2 separate regions of the Mus musculus genome follow, and region 1 is linked to region 2. Evidence: chromatin contacts called from public HiChIP or PLAC-seq data. All regions are on one chromosome and are shown on one strand. Each heading gives the region's core, a stretch centred on a gene start, on an enhancer-like site or on the middle of the called end of the contact. The rest is flanking DNA. Distances are from core to core; before and after follow the strand shown.

Evidence for each region. HiChIP or PLAC-seq counts read pairs in DNA pulled down with a chosen protein or histone mark.
Region 1: an H3K27ac HiChIP or PLAC-seq map of epiblast stem cells shows a contact between it and region 2, with 10 times the contacts expected there. The contact joins the promoter of Ccnl2 here to the promoter of Wrap73 in region 2. A contact is called at or near these places in 1 of 39 promoter capture datasets (pre-B cells) and 1 of 115 datasets of contacts at active chromatin or transcription factors (epiblast stem cells).

Annotation. Positions count from the first base shown.
Region 1 is chr4:155,810,850-155,815,003 of GRCm38.p6, forward strand. Ccnl2 (cyclin L2) reads left to right here and starts at 1,640. Exons shown (of 11, transcript NM_207678.1): 1 at 1,640-1,960; 2 at 2,319-2,393; 3 at 2,610-2,719. The coding sequence starts at 1,679.
Region 2 is chr4:154,140,917-154,145,360 of GRCm38.p6, forward strand. It overlaps Wrap73 (WD repeat containing, antisense to Trp73), which reads left to right and starts at 1,456. Exons shown (of 12, transcript NM_021499.2): 1 at 1,456-1,597; 2 at 4,327-4,444. The coding sequence starts at 1,529.

The DNA of each region.
Region 1 (4,154 bases), core at 390-2,889, 1.7 Mb after region 2:
ATGTTCCCAGTCCCTAAAGATCTGTCCTCTCACCACTGCAGGCAAGCTTAAGTTTGGCTTCTCTTTCCTGAGGATTCCTACAAGGCTTTTTTGACTTTTTCATCAGCCTAAACGTCACTGTACTAGGTTGGTGTCTTGCATACAATATGCTTAACACTTTGCCAGAATGTTGCACATATATTACTCATTAGCCACTTGCTATTGATATTGGAGAAGATACACATCCATGTGGCCCCATCACTGAGCTTTGTTTTCTACTTCACACAAAAAAGACAAGATACTGCAAATCACTGTTGAGTTGTAACCAAGCATCCCTCTCCAATATAGGTTTCTCTTCCTGATGGATGTAATAGTCATCTCTAGAACCAGAGTCTGGGTTGAGTGACTAGAGCCAACAGTCTTTTCTAATTCTTGGTTCAGTTTCAGCTTAGGGAATGGGCAGACCAGGCAATGACAATTGTGCCTACTTTAGAGCTGCAGCCTAGGGGTGGGACAGACGGACAGACAGTAGCAGCGTGGCCATTACAGTGAGAGGACTGATGAGATCTTTGTGGGGTCTGCTTAGGAGTGGAATCCAATCACCCCACTACAGCTGGACTATGGAATACTGACTTTTGGCAACCTTGTTGGCTGTTCACCATACCTGAATCAGAGTTATACAGGGATCTCCTTAAACTCCCATGTCCTCCCAATTTTCCGTTTCACCGAACCTGGCTGAAATCTTATCAAAAGCTTGAGATAACTGAGCAGTGACAGGAAACATCTATTGTGTAGTGGCAGCAGCACTGTTTTGGGTGAAACTAAGCAGGCCAGGACTGGAGTCAGGAATATTAATATTGTCTGTAGGGTCTACTACAAGCCGTTTCACCTTGATCTTCAAGGTCCCCAAGCCATTTTTTTGGCCTGTATTTGCTGCAGTAGATTATTGGGGGTCCCCTTTAAGAAAAGATTGTGTATATGAGTGCTCTGTTTGCATTTGTGCCTGAATGAGAGAAGAGGATATCAGATTCAATCACAGATAGATGGCTGCAAGCCATGATGTCGTAGCTGGAACTCAGGACCTCTGCAAGAGCAGTCAGTTCTCTGAACTGCTGAGCCATCTCTCCAGACCCTTCATCTGCACTTTTTTGTTTAGTATTTTATTTATTTTTGCGACAAAGTTTCTCAGCCATGGCTGTCCTGGAACTCTAGCTGTAGAGAGAAGGCTGACCTTGAACCCACACAGATCCGCCTGCCTAAGTGCTGGGATTAAAGGCACATCTGCCCTTTTAATGCTGGCAGATCCACCCCACAGCTGTTCCAGAGCCCGAGGACGGAAGGGAGGGCTGAGAACTAAAGACTCCGAACTAAGTCGCGGTGTAACGTCGTGCACGTGGGACTGTGGGAGAAAAGTTGTTCTGTCCCAACCCCCAAAGAAAGGCGCCCTTCTAGAACCCCTTTTGCCAGGCAGGAGTTCCGGTTCGGGCCAGGCCGCGGAGCCAAGTGGGTAACGAGCAGCCCCACCCGTGGGTGCTTCCGGCGTCGGTGCCTGACGCGACACTGACGGACTGGTCGTACGGCCAACGGCGTCGAGACAGCGGTGACGTTCAGCCAATGGGAGGGGGCGGGGCGGGGCGGCCACGATCGTCTCGAGCAGCCGCCCTGACGGGAAGGGCCCGAGAAGAGTCGGCGGCACAAAATGGCGGCGGCGGCGGCCGGGGCTGCGGGGTTGATGGCTCCGGCGTCGGCGGCCTGCTCTTCCGGCTCGGCGGGAGCGGCCCCGGGGTCTCAGGGGGTGCTGATCGGCGACAGGCTCTACTCGGGCGTGCTCATCACCTTGGAAAACTGCCTGCTGCCCGACGACAAGCTCCGCTTCACGCCGTCCATGTCGAGCGGCCTCGACGTCGATACGGAGACGGGACTCCGCGTCGTGGGCTGCGAGCTCATCCAGGCAGCCGGCATCCTGCTCCGCCTGCCGCAGGTAAGGGCCGGGCCGCGAGCTCTGCAGGGGCCGTTCGCCGGCCGAGGGCCGAGGGCCGGGCCTTTGTTGTCGTCCCGGCCCCCGGCCCGGAGCTCACCGGACCCAGGCGACGAGGTCCGAGCCTGTGCGCTCCGCAGCCTTGAAATAACCCGCACCCGCCATCCCTTCCCCTTCCCCTTCCCCCTCCGCCGGAGCCGAAGCCCTTTTACCCCCAAGAAAGCCTCGCGAGACCCAAACCCTTTGGGGGAAATGGAAACTGTCGTGGCTATTTGTCCTGGGGGGAAATCACACAAGACATTGTAGCCGGGACAAGCGTGAGTCCTGCATTCAAACGTGATGGAACCCTCTCTGTCCCTAGGTGGCCATGGCTACAGGGCAGGTGCTGTTCCAGCGGTTCTTTTACACTAAGTCCTTCGTGAAACATTCCATGGAGGTAGGCTTCTTTCTGTTTTCTCGGAGAAATGAATTGGGATGAAACCTGGCCTGTTCTGCCCAGTGCTTAGCTGAATTCTGTCCTGCAAAGTCTACACAGCTCTTTCCCTAGAGGCCTGTCTGTCTCTGTATCTTCTGGTTGTTTCTAATAGTTTTAATGCCTTGGAAGGTTCTCAAGTTGGGGGGAAAAACACCCGTGTCACAATGTACATTTCAGCATGTGTCCATGGCTTGTGTTCACCTGGCTTCCAAAATAGAAGAGGCTCCGAGACGAATCAGGGATGTCATCAATGTATTCCATCGCCTTCGGCATCTGAGAGAGAAAAAGTGAGTCCTTTGCAGAGCTGTCCTAATGTCTGTCATTGTTAATACCAACCTGTGAATTTACAGTAGATTGTTCGCATGTGCCCTAGATGCTGTCTTGGGGCAGTTGGTAGGGGGGTACAATAACCAGGATAGCTGGCTGTCCTAGCCCTGCTGAAACAATTCCTGTATGACCACATCAGCTCACCACCCTATTGTCCTGTTTGTTCCATGGTTCTGCTGAGAACCTCTGAGCACCAGGTCCCTGGTTCTCACCCTCAGCGCTGTTAGTGTCTGAACTGGCCATTCTTTGTTCTAGTGTCATTGTAATATGTCGATCAATATTCCTGGCCTTTCCTTGCCAGAAACCATTTGTAACAGAAATACCCCTAGACAGCTGTCTTTTTTGATATCTGGTCTAGCTGTGTAGCAGTCTTAACCTCTTAGCAATCCCATCTAAATCTTCCTTACGTGTGTGAACCACATTTGTCACCAAGCCTGACAACCTGTATTTAGTTTTGGGATCAACATGGTAGGAGGAGAATTGACTCCAGCAAGTTGTCCTCTGACCTCCATAGGCACAACCCACATACCAAACAAATGTTGTACAAAATTTAAAGAACAAACACACTGGGTTGATTAAATGGTTTAGTTAGTTAAGGAACCTGTTGGCAAGCCTGAGAGCCTGGATTTGATACTGAAGTCCCACGTTGTAGAAGGAGAAGGAGACAACTGACTACAGCAGCCCCCAGCTAAAACATCCACACGGACCAACAGAACCAGAAAACAAATATCCCTAATAGTATAGCAGTGCACCTAGACCTTGTCCCAGACTTTCTGCTCCTTCACAGGAGCCCTTTGGTGTTTGCTTTATTCTGAAACAGTCTTGGCTATGAGCCTCAACAGTCTTTGAGCCTTCTGTAGACCAAGCTGGTCTCACTCATACAGATGGTCTTGTCTCTGGCTCCAGAATGCTGGGCTTAGGGGACTGTACTATCGTGCCCAGCTTAACAAACCCTTTGAGACTTGACCATGTCTCTCTTTTTGTAGTCTATCTGCAGGTTTCTCATTCAAGAGTTCAACTAACTCTTGAAAATATTAGTGTTCGGGGTGAGAGACTGGGAGAGTATGAGGTGGAATAGTTTTTGTGTTGAACATGATTAGACTTCCTTGTCACTGTCCCTTCAACAACATTTCCAGTGTAATAGGTATAAAGTATCCAAATACGATGTGAAGTGTGAAGAGGCTGTGGGGATAGTCCACCACTTTGCGTAAGGTGCTTAAACATTCATGGGTATTAGTATTAGGTGAAAATTGTCATTACCCCAGCACCAGTGTGTACCAAGGGATGACTTTATTGTGCTGTGTTGGTTCTGCAGTTTACAACTCATGAAAAGGGTGATCTTTTTGCCTTGAATTCTGACACAGTGTCATAGCACTGTGCAGAGATCCTCAGACT
Region 2 (4,444 bases), core at 206-2,705:
GGAGTTGGGTCCTTGTGGGACCCCTTAGTGGCACTGCAGAGTGGTCCTTGCCCAAGGTGTTCCCACATGCCCTGGAAGTCGCTTTAGTGCAGCTAGTGGCGTTGCAAGGGAGGTGGGTTGGAGCAGACCGAATCTCTCTCGAACTCGAAAGCCTGACCTGGTGTTAGGCCAATAGCTACGAGGAGTAATTATTTGCGAGCTGCAGATTAGAGACAAAGATGAATACCAAGCAAGAGTTTGGGACTGGTTGGGAACAGAAAATGCCAGGACGCTGGCCGCGCACTCTGCAGATCCTCTCCGAATGGTGCAAGCACCGCCATTCATTCATTCATTCATTCATTCATTCATTCATTCGTGGAAATTAGATGCAGCGGTGCGGAAGAGACTGGGAGCTATGAGCTGGACCGAGCAATACTAGATTCCGGTCTTTCAGAATTCGGAACTTAGCTCCAAAGGCAGTGGCTGAGCCTTAAGTGATCCTCTGAAGCTTTGGGTGCAGACAGGAACATCCAACCTCCCGAATGACACCGGAATGGGGAGCCTTGTGGGGCACAGGACGCGGGGTGCTGCGCGAGGGAGGGAGCAGAGCGCTTTGGGGAGCGATCCTGGTCTGAAGTCCAGTTGGTGCTGTATTCTACGTGCCCACCGAGGCTGCCGTCCCGGGTACCGAGCCACACCTCTGAATCAAGTCCACACTCTAACTAGAACCTCCAAAAAGGTGAGGCGACCCACGAGATCCACATGCCTTCGAATTCGTTCCGCCACAGACCTGAGAAGCACTTGAACGTCACGAGGTCACGCTGCAGGTGGTCGCTCTCAGGAAAACCTCAAAGCAAACCTATATTTATACTTATACGTGGAAAATACTTTGCTTTGTTCTGTTTGAGAAAGGGTCTCACGCAGCCCTGCATAGCCTCCAACTCTATAGGTAGCGAAGGATGCCCTGAACATCTGCGTCTCTGGTTTCAGGTGTAGGATTTTTTTTTTTTTTTTAATGCAAACCATCGTGCGGGGTTTATGCGATGCTGCGGACCAAAACCTGGGTTTCATATATGCTAAGCAATCATTTTGCCAATAGAACCGCACTCTCAGCTCCTGTAACAAAAAATTTGTTATCTACTAAAGAGGTGTATCGAAATACGACTATATACTTACACATAAATACGCATTTACATGTAAATAAATGTATGTTCACAAGTACAGAGGTCTAGTTACAACCTGAATTTCAGATAAGGGAGTCTTTTAGTCTAAGTATGCCCCGGGTAACTTTTGGGAACATATTTATTTTGTGATTTATCTGAAGTCAGAATTCAGCCTTCCGTTTCGGGATTTGCAGGGAGATCCGCTATAGCGCAAAGGCGCTCAGCCCCTTTAAGACTCAAACTCGGACTTCCCGCCCCACAATGCCGCGCGGCCGCTTGAGGCTCCCATTGGCTGCTGCTCGCTTCCGCCCCTGTACTTCCGGCCGCTGCCTGGGGCGGTTGCGGGAGGTACTTCGGAGCCGGGCTGGCCCGGGCTGGCCGTGGCCATGAACTTCTCGGAGTCATTCAAGCTCTCGGGCCTGCTCTGCAGGTTCTCCCCGGACGGCAAGTACCTGGTGAGCTGCGGCGCGCTGGGCGGAACCTAAGTGTGGGCGCGCGACTTGTGCACGGGGCCGGGGCGGGCCGAAGGGGGGCGGGAAGGGGGCCCGAGCCGGGCGGCCGCGGGGACTCAGGCTGGACTTAGGGGGCGGGGTGGGAGGTGGGAGAGGGAGGCAGGCAGAGGGGTTTCAGCCCAGATGAGGGAGAACCAGATGATTAGAGAGAACGAACCTGAAGCCGAAGAGGGATCCAGGCCAGCCAGGCTGGGGGATCCTGGCAGGTGACCAGGGTGGAGAAAGAGGACGTGGAGCAGAGTGGGGATGGAGTTGGGGTTGCTATTCTGGCAGGTGGTCAGGGTTAGGAAGGAGGTCTTGGAGCAGGTGGCCAGGGCTGGGTGGGTGCCAGGCTCCCGGCTCCAGTTTCCCTTCATCAAAGTTGGATAAGATGACTCTGCTTTCACACATTTGAGGGCACAGGGGATGGCAGCTCATTGCTATTTTGTATGTTTTCTGTGAGCGAGCTGGTTAAACGGGGCCCTCCTTTGTGAAACTCGTCATAAGCAAATGGTTTAAATAACTAGCTTTCATTGCCAGGGTTGGATGTTAGCTGTCTATTCTTTGGGTGGCAGAATAGTGTTCAGATGGGTGTTTCAAGGTACGCCAACATGACCATTGTGCATTTGTAGAAGGCTGACGTTAGGAAGCCATCAGGGAAAACTCAAGTCTTATTTTAAAAAACTGTGGTTCCGTGCCAGTCGGGTAGCTTGGCTAGTAACGGTACCTGCCACCAAACCTGATGACCTGAGTCCCAGCTCTAGGACCCACTTAATGGAAGGAGAGAACTGTCTCCTGCATGTTGTCCTCTGGCCTCCACATAAGCCGTAACTAGTGCCTGACCCTTCTCACATACAAATGCAATCCTAATTTTTAACAAGTTTTCTTTGATTAATCTATCATTCTCTTTTTAACTGACTGATACCATTGATTGATTGATTGACTGATTGACAGGGTTTCTCTGTAGCTCTGACCAGGTTGGCCTTGAACTCAAAGATCTGCCCCTTGTCTCCTGAGTGCTGGGATTAACGGAGCATGCCACCATGCCTGGCTGTCTTGATTCTCAGTTCACACCCCTGCTGTGTTTGTCCAGGCTTTTGAGACATCCTTTACCCTCCTTATACACATCATCCTAACAATGTAGGAAGTGTCAGGGTAGGACCTGCTTAGCAGGGAAAGGTACTGCCATGCAAGCCCGAGGACTTGAGCTCCGGCTCGGGAACCCACGTAAAGGTGGGAGGAGACCATCAGCCTCGCACACATTGATACATTTTACCTTTTTCCAAGTGCCTCCAGAGACTAAGGTTGCTTTACGGTTCTGAAAGTCTCAGTGAACAGCAAAGAAGTTGCATTTGGGTTAGCTGATATTTGTGCTTGCCGCTCATCAAAATATCGTGGAGCTCTTAATAATTGTTTCTTTCAAGTTTTGTCCTAAATCCTGAGCAGAGCGAGTCCATGTTTCCAGTGTTGGTGTCTTAAGTGATTCCTAAGGAATCCATTGTAACAGGTTACTGCTCACCAAACTCTAATGTGAGAACACAAGCCCTTTGATAGGTCCTCCTTCTGATCTGCACTTGCCCTCTTGCTCTCTTTCCACAGAAGACAAATGTGGCTTCATTAAAAAAAAAAGAGTCTGTGTGTGTGTGTGTGTGTGTGTGAGTGAGAGAGAGAGAGAGACAGAGACAGAGACAGAGAGACAGAGATAGAAACAGAGAGATGCTACAACACACGTGTAGAGGGCAGAGGACAACCCCCAGTGTTATTCCTTACCTTCCACCTTGTTTGAGACAAGGTCTCTTGCTCTTCACTGCATAAAGCAGGCTAGCTGGCCCACATGTACCTGCCTCAGCCTCCCCTCTGCCTCCCCTCTGCCTCCTCATAGAAACTAGGATTTTAAACAGTTTTTAGGATTAACACAGTTTTATGTGGCTTCTGTGCATCCAAACCTGTTTCTGAGGCAAGTGCAAGTTTTTGGCTTTTAGACAATGGCATAATATGCAAAGCTGGCCTCAGACTCAGAAAGTAGTTGAGCACCTCCCTAGTACAGTGATTACAAGTGTGCACCATCACTCCCAAGTAGTAAAAAAATACACACACACACACACACACACACACACACACAGGCTTTTTGAGACAGTTTCTCTGTGTAGCCCCAGCTGTCCTGGAACTCACTCAGTAGAGGGAGGCTGGCCTCAAACTCAGGGATCTGCCCACCTCTGACTTCTGAGTGCTGGGATTAAAGGAGTGCACCACCCCCATCTTTAAATTTACTTGTACAGATGGCTCAGCGGGTAAGAGCACTGACTGCTCACCCAAAGGTCCTGAGTTCAAATCCCCGCAACCACTTGGTGGCTCACAACCACCCGTAATGAGATCTGATGCCCTCTTCTGGTGCATCTGAAGACAGCTACAGTGTACTTACTATATAATAATAAATAAATCTTTAAAAAAATTTACTTGTACAAATTTGTGGGTTAGAGTATGATAATTTGGTTAATATATACTGTGTGGAACTTTTAAACTTTTGAATGCTCCACCTTTTATCTTTTTCTAACTCATTTTGCAATGAGACCCATAAGTTTTGGTCCACATGAAGCTAAGTGTGTCGAACAGGAGGGGAGGAGCTGGCCATTGAGGCAAGGCTCCCTGCTGTAGAAGAGATGCTATCCCGTGCTGTCTGCCTCACTTTTTAGGCTTCCTGTGTCCAGTACCGATTAGTGATCCGGGATGTGACGACCCTTCAGATCCTTCAGTTGTACACATGCCTGGACCAGATCCAGCACATAGAGTGGTCTGCAGACTCCCTCTTCA